Regions from separate parts of the Gossypium hirsutum genome. Here region 2 is linked to region 1. A link is a contact called in public Hi-C data. All regions are on one chromosome and are shown on one strand. The core of a region is the stretch at or near the end of the contact, and the rest is flanking DNA. Distances in the headings are between cores, read along the strand shown.

Region 1 (3,791 bases), core at 173-2,672:
TGATACATAAATAAAAAAAAAGGGCTAGAAACAAATTATGCATTGGAAATAATTTTGAGTGAATCCACACTTTGTCTGCTAACATTCTCTACTAAAGGGTTGGGAGATAAGTAAAGAAGGCTAAAAATGTGGTGTTTTTGAAATGGGTTGTGATTTCCTCTTACTTGGTCGTGGGAGGTGGAGGTAGGATTTTGGTGTCATTTACGGTGTAAAGTAGTCATTGTTGCTGCTACTGCTATTCATGATTGTTTGTAACCTTTGTTTTTTTGAGAAAAATCCCATAATCTACAAGAACACGTGTAAGTTGAAAGGGAAAGAAGTTCCAGAACTAGCTATAATTCCAATACACCATTGGGCAGTAAGTTGAGCTTTTTAGCTTAGATTAATTTTATGGCAAGCGGTGAAGCAACAATGTTTATTTTAGGGAGTTGAATTAAAATTAAATATGTTATGTAACAATTAATTTAAAAATATAAATAATTTATTTAAAAAAAGCAGTATTTTAACATAATAATTGATTTAAATATATAAACAACCAATTTAAAAGAAGAAGAAATAATATTCTTACATAACAATCGATTGAACCGTATAAATAATTTATTCAAAAGAAGTAGTATTCTTACATAACAATTGATTTAAACATGTAAACAATCAATTAAAAAATTAGTATCCCGACATAACAATTATTTTGAACATATAAACAATCGATTCAAAATAAGAAAAAGTAGTATTTCACCATAACAATTGAGTCAAAAGAAGTAATATTCTAACGTAACAAAATATTTCAACATAATAATCCATTCAATCTAAAATTGACAAATTCATGGTAATCCAAAACCAACCAAATTCGATCATAAAAAAAATATATTTTTCATAGTTTCTTGATCTGAAATTCACATAATTTTCAAATTGGTTAATCATTTTTTATTTCGTTTTCACTAGAATACTTATTACTTCACAAACTATCATTTGACAAAATTTCCAACAAAGTGACCAATATTTTCTTCCTCTGTTTTACTTTAGCTCAAATTTACTATAACATTATCTAGTTATGTTTGTTTCGTTTTTACACTTGTAACAAATTAGAAACCGTCTCCTAATAAATTTTTTTCATTATTTTCTAAGAAGAAAGTTTCTATTTCTTTTTATATATATTATTATGTTACTTATAAAATATTATTTAATAAAAAGAATATTAAAAAATTATCATGAATAAATTAGTTTATATATAAAAGGCGAAATTACAAAAGTTGTAAAAATTGGGAGGCCTACTTAGAGGAGTATAATATATGTATGAAAGGTTAAATTGTAAAAAATTGAAAATTTGGAGCGATCATGACCTCTCAAAGTCTGTACTAGATTCCGCCGTGGGAGTTAAGAGAGAGATAAACAATAGGAGGTTTGATTAAAAAGAATGGTGTTAGTAGATGCAGGAAATTGAGAGCGAAGAGGGGGAGAAAGAGGCTAATTCAAATGGGTGGGGTAGAGATAGCATTAATTTACTAATTCATCCCTCAATCATTCAATTTCTACAACTTTTTCAAAATTAATTTTCCAACTGTTCTATATAAAAACTGAACATTCTGAAAAACAGCTAAAGATATTAAACTCGCCCTTGTTTCTCAAATAGATAAAATATTTATCACATCATCACCTCTAATTTTAATAAGATTGAAGTATTAGAAAGAAACAATGTGCTGTGGGGTGTCCCAAACCCAGGTTCCACTATCCAATTTGCAGCTGATTGATTGGTTTTTCCATTTTCCGAAACACTGCGCCAAGGAAGACATGCGCAGATGGAGAGAGAGAAGAGGAGCACTTCATTATTTCACATAAAAAACCCACAATATTTTGATTTCCCTCCAAAATTTTCCACTTTTGATTTTCCTTATTTAAACTCCAAACCAAACCCTAATACGCATTCTTAGGGGAGTGAACGGCGCCGGTTATTAATACTGTTTCCTTCCTCATTCTCAACTTATCTTCCTTTTTTTTTAAAGAAAATTTTATATATATATATAAACTATAAATATAAACTTCTACTTCTACTTCTACTTCTACTTGTACTATACTACTATTACTAATTTATAAACTACCAGCTCAGGCCAAAAAATTTAAAAAAACCTAGGCTCTGTCCTCGTTCGACTACTTAGCTTTTAGAGAGTGTGGTTGGAGTCTTCCTTGTAGTGTCGCAAAGCGACGGTGAAGCGATGGGAAGTGAGGAAAATTGCGGTTTTGTGGAGGAGAAAGTTGAAGGGAGAGAGGAGGGACGAGGGGGAAATAGAGATGTGGGTGGAGAGAACGGAGGGGAATTAGTGGGAAAAGAGGAGGGAATTGAAGGGAAAGATATAAAAAGTGGGGATTCGGAAGGGGAGGATGAAGACGTTGCTTTAAATAAGCTTAAAGAAAGAGGTAGAAAGAAGAAAGCGGCAGGTTCTTCTAAGAGGAGCAAAATAGATATTGAGGAAGAGGGTAATGTCGGGGGGAAAACTTCGGATTTTGCGGCTGAGAAGGGGGAAGTTGATTCGGGTGCTGCTGGTATTGGGGAAGGAGATAGCGGGGATGTTTTGAAGAAGAGACTGAGAACTGTTTCGAGGAGGGTTAATTATGCTGAGATTCTAGAATATGAGGATGACTTTGTAGATAACAAACGTAGACGCAAGGGCAAGAAAAAGAGGAAAGTTGTTCAACCTGGAGGTCAAGAAGATGGTTATAATGATTATGGCGGTAATGGGGCACCTGCAAAGAAGCTAGGAAGAAGAGGCAAGGCAAGGAAACAAGGTTCTGCAAGTGAAGGCAATGAAGGAAAAGCTGTAAAAGAGGAAGGTAAAGAAGAGCAAGAAGGCAATTTCGACGTAGCTGATGGAAAGAAGAGAGGGCGAAGAGGGCCAAAGAAGGGCCAAAAGAAGATGGAAGAGGAAGTTGCAGGGAATGGGAAAAGTTCGGAAAAACCAGAGGAGGATGGGTCTTTGGGAACGATCACTAAGAGAAAATATTCACTTAGGGACTCAGGAGTTCCCAAGAATGAAGAGTCTCTGCGGGATGCAGATAGAAAGAAGGTAAAAAAATTTGATTTTTTTAACTCTAGAGTTGTTTTTATGATGTCTTTTTCATTTTGTTTACCTGATGGATTCGAGTGTTGATGTGTTTGGTTTTTGCATTTAACAGTGGATTGCAGAAGAATCATCAATGTGCCATCAGTGCCAGAGGAATGATAAAGGCAGGGTTGTGAGATGCAAGAGTTGCAAGAGGAAACGATTTTGCGTTCCCTGCTTAAAATGGTATTCTTATTGGAGTGCTAACTGTATCTGCTCTTCCCTTAAAAACTGCTGCTTTTCCTGAACTACTTAGTATATTTTTCTGTTGCTGGCAACATATATTTTGGCCATCTTAATCGTAAGTAAATATCATATTGTTTCCCATCTAACTTACCATGTATTTGTTTTCTGGGGCTAGGTATCCCAATATGTCAGAGGAAGCAATTGCTGATGCCTGCCCCGTTTGTCGGGGGAATTGCAATTGCAAGTCATGCTTGCGCATGCTTGGCCCTCTTGAAGTTAGTTCTGAAATTCATGGCTTTACTGCTTTATTTGATGCATAATTGCTCATATAATCCCATACTTGATTTATGATATTGTGTACTTGATGAGTTGTAGGAATTGAAAGAGCAGGGCCAAAGTATTCTGCACTCTAGATACTTGCTTCAGACACTTCTTCCATACATTAAACAAATTAGTCAAGAACAAATGAAAGAAGTGGCCATTGAGGCAAGCATTCAAGGTATGTATATC
Region 2 (3,893 bases), core at 637-3,136, 130 kb before region 1:
AATCACTATCAAATAGTGATCAAGTCATTCATCACAAAGACAAACGACTTGTGGCCACGTTTACTTTTCATCAACCATGTAATGCCAATGAGAGAATATCATTTACCTATGTCTCGTACTATGAATTCCACTGTTATGAATGACACTACATGCTACAAAAGTCGTACGCCTAATGCACTAACTTTCAATTCCTTATTTATTCGAACTCAGACTTTTACTTACATCAAAGTGTATGAGTCAATATACATAGTTCGTCATCCACCCAGGATTTAGGTATGTCACAATATGAACGTCACAAGTGTATAAATCCATAAACAAATTTTGGATCTATTCTTATTGGGTTCAACCCGATGTACTGTCAGTCCAGTCAGTCATATCTACATCTCTAGCTTTTGGGAATCATTCACTCCGATACCTAAGGCAAAACATCTCCCTAATTGGACTTGATAGTCGACGTATTAGTCTTTCAATTAGTTTGCTCATTTCCGATTAGACTAATGACATGTTTAGGTTCGTTTATTAATATAAGTTGTCTTTCTATATTACGATCCGACTACATAATACCACTTAGTATTATTTTAAACATTAGACAACTAATGAGCAACATTTGTTTCCATTTTACTTTGTGTGCAAAAATCACATGAGGACAATCATAGAAAGTATATCAATGTAATCAATGAATTTGTTTTATTAACCAATCTGTTCAAAAAATTACAAGTTTACAAATGAATATACAACACTCAGTGCACCAAATACAACATTTGGGAGATCCATTGGCGGGTTTGGTGTTCGGGGAAGCCATCGACGGTAGTGGAATTGATGGTTGCAAGGTTTGTTGGGAAGGGAAATAAGATGAAAAGAAAAGAAGAAAGAAAGGGGAAAAAAGAGAAAAATAAGAATAAATAAATATTTTAATATTAATTTTTTAAAACTCGTGGCACATTTAACTGCCATGTTAAACACATGTTATCAAATAACGATAGTAAACAATTAAGTGGTATTTTTGTAATAATACAATAATGTTAGTGGCATCTTTGTAAGTTTTTAAAGTTTAAAGGCAAAAAATAAAAATTAATCAAAGTTTGGTGGCATTTGGTGTAGTTTACCCTATAATTTTATAATATAGTTTTACTTCATGTAATTAATGTAAAATAACATTATTCAAAATAATAACTATTGGTGCAGTAATAAGATATATTGTACTCCTAAGTAGAGATGTATGTTTGAACCGTGCAAATAATATTGTTAGGAGGGATAGTTATGAATTCCAAACATAGATCATAAAACGAATATGAAGAATGCAATTTTCATTTCATTGTAACTAAATTTTCAACATATAATATTTTAAATAATATAAGTAGGTAGGTGGTTTGCTTGTCACTTAAATTAGAAATTATTAAGTCGATTTTATTTTATTAAAAAATTAAAATAAATTATCATTTTTTTTGTAAAAAATAAATAGTTGAATTACAAAATTTATCTTTCATCCAAAATAATATAAAATATTATATTAATTAAATTAAATAAAAAATAAATAATCTTTTAAAAAATTAATATTTAATTTTATCAAACAACATAATTTTATTTCGTAAGCATATTTACTAATACATCAAACAATATTAAATAAAATTTCAGTACTTAATTACTTAATTTTTTGAGTACTTAAATTTGTAATTCATCGAATATTCTAATATTGATTATCTTTTATATCAATTTTTAATTATTATAAAAATTTTTATATTTTGTATTTAGAGTTGTATTTGAGTAATAATTTTTATTTAATTATAATTTATTTTAAATGTATAATAGTTAATTTTATTATTATTTTTAAAAGTGAATTTAGTAATATGTTAAAAATAAATAGTATTGTCTGTTGGTAAAAGTTGATGGAAGTTTTGATTTTTTGTTGGTCAAATAATGAATTTTCTGGTCGAGCCCCCCGTTTTGCAATTCATACAGTAAAGAATTGAAGTCTAAAGTCTGGCTGGTTGACCGTACAATTTACGCTCACCGACGACAAACAGAAGCTAGACGGCAATTTATTATTAATATTTTAGAATTTTGGTTTACATCAACCAGAACTCGCACCGCCTTCGTGAACTTTTCTCTTATGCACAAATAAATTCCTTGCTTTTCTTTTCTCACCCCCAATTTCCATAAAACTCACCAAAATTTTTTTTTCTGGTTTACACGTAAATAAATCCATCTGCATGGCTTAATTCCGAATTCCTCTCATATAATTAAAACAAAGAAAACAAAGGACATCGCTGGCGACACAGAAAAAAAAATAAAGAATGGAATTGCCGGCAAGGGACTCGATTCTTCTAGAAGACTTCGGGCAGAAAGTGGACTTGACCCGGCGGATTAGGGAGGTCCTACTGAACTACCCGGAGGGCACCACCGTGTTAAAGGAACTTATTCAGAATGCCGACGATGCCGGCGCCACCAAAGTTCGTCTATGCCTTGATCGCCGCTCGCACGGGACGGATTCATTGCTGTCGGATTCTTTGGGGCAGTGGCAAGGACCATCTCTACTTGCTTACAACGACGCGGTTTTTACAGAAGAAGATTTCGTTAGTATTTCTAGAATTGGAGGGAGTGGTAAACATGGCCAGGCCTGGAAAACTGGCCGATTCGGGTAACCTCTCGCTCAGATTGCTTTATACTGATCTTCAGCTTCTTACCTCTTTCTGCATTCTATATATTTATTTGCTTTTTTTTGTTGGAATATTTTCTAGGGTTGGGTTTAATTCGGTTTATCACTTGACCGATTTGCCTTCGTTCGTGAGCGGCAAGTACGTAGTATTATTTGATCCTCAGGGTTTTTATCTTCCCAATGTGTCAACAGCTAATCCTGGAAAAAGAATCGACTTTGTTTCTTCTTCAGCTCTTTCAATATACAATGATCAATTCCTTCCTTATCGTGTATTTGGTTGTGATATGAAAAGTTCTTTCGCTGGAACTTTATTCCGTTTCCCCTTGAGGAATTCTGATCAAGCTGGCCGGAGTAAGCTTTCGCGACAAGCTTATTCGGAAGACGATATTTCCTCCTTGTTTTTCCAGCTTTTTGAGGAAGGGGTTTTCTCGTTACTTTTTCTTAAAAGTGTGCTGTGTATAGAAATGTATACATGGGATGCTGGAGAATCTGAGCCGAAAAAGCTTTTCTCATGCTCTGTTAATTCTCCCAGTGATGAAATTATTTGGCACCGGCAGGCGCTTCTAAGATTGTCAAAACCAGTTGTTAACAGTACAGGTAATGAGGTTGATGCTTATTCGGTTGAATTCTTGAGTGAAGCGATGGCGGGGACTGAATGTAGAAAAAGAATTGATACTTTTTATATTGTACAATCAATGGCTTCTGCTTCTAGCAGGATTGGTTCTTTTGCTGCTACTGCATCCAAAGAATATGATATTCATCTGCTACCTTGGGCATCTGTTGCTGCATGTATATCAGACAGTTCATCAGATGTAATTTGCCGCTCTTAATATGTCTTACCCTTGTTGGTGTATTATTTTTGTTTTAAAGTATTATTGAATTTTTTTTCTTTTTTGTTCTTCAAGATCATATGCCCTGAGTTGTCAATTTCATAATGTGTCCACTATGTTTTGTAGTTTTATGCTGGTTTGGTTAATGGTAATAAATCTTTGCTTGTGTAGGGCACTGAACATGCTTGATATCACGGCCTTATAAGTTAGGGAGCCTGACATGCTTTTTATCCTGTTTGAACTAATTTTCTCTTGTATGGTACCATCGCAACATGGACTGAATTTCAAGGTTTTTGGTGATCTATACACGAAACATCTGGCACTGAGCTTATGTCTTACAATAGGTTACCTTGTTTCTGATTCAGCGTAGGAGCATAATAGGCATTTGGTTTTACTAGAAACCAATT

What was found. Hi-C and Micro-C count contacts between places; a contact is called where the count stands out from the background.
Region 2: a contact with region 1 is called in a Hi-C map of leaf, with 2.5 times the contacts expected there. The contact joins the promoter of LOC107937592 here to the promoter of LOC107886373 in region 1. A contact is called at or near these places in 2 of 34 Hi-C or Micro-C datasets (anther and leaf).

The regions. Positions count from the first base shown.
Region 1 is chrA12:86,279,567-86,283,357 of Gossypium_hirsutum_v2.1, reverse strand. It overlaps LOC107886373 (lysine-specific demethylase JMJ25), which reads left to right and starts at 1,422. Exons shown (of 13, transcript XM_016810300.2): 1 at 1,422-3,059; 2 at 3,169-3,281; 3 at 3,457-3,556; 4 at 3,657-3,780. The coding sequence starts at 2,211.
Region 2 is chrA12:86,410,803-86,414,695 of Gossypium_hirsutum_v2.1, reverse strand. LOC107937592 (sacsin) reads left to right here and starts at 1,886. Exons shown (of 40, transcript XM_041082966.1): 1 at 1,886-2,638; 2 at 2,739-3,468. The coding sequence starts at 2,295.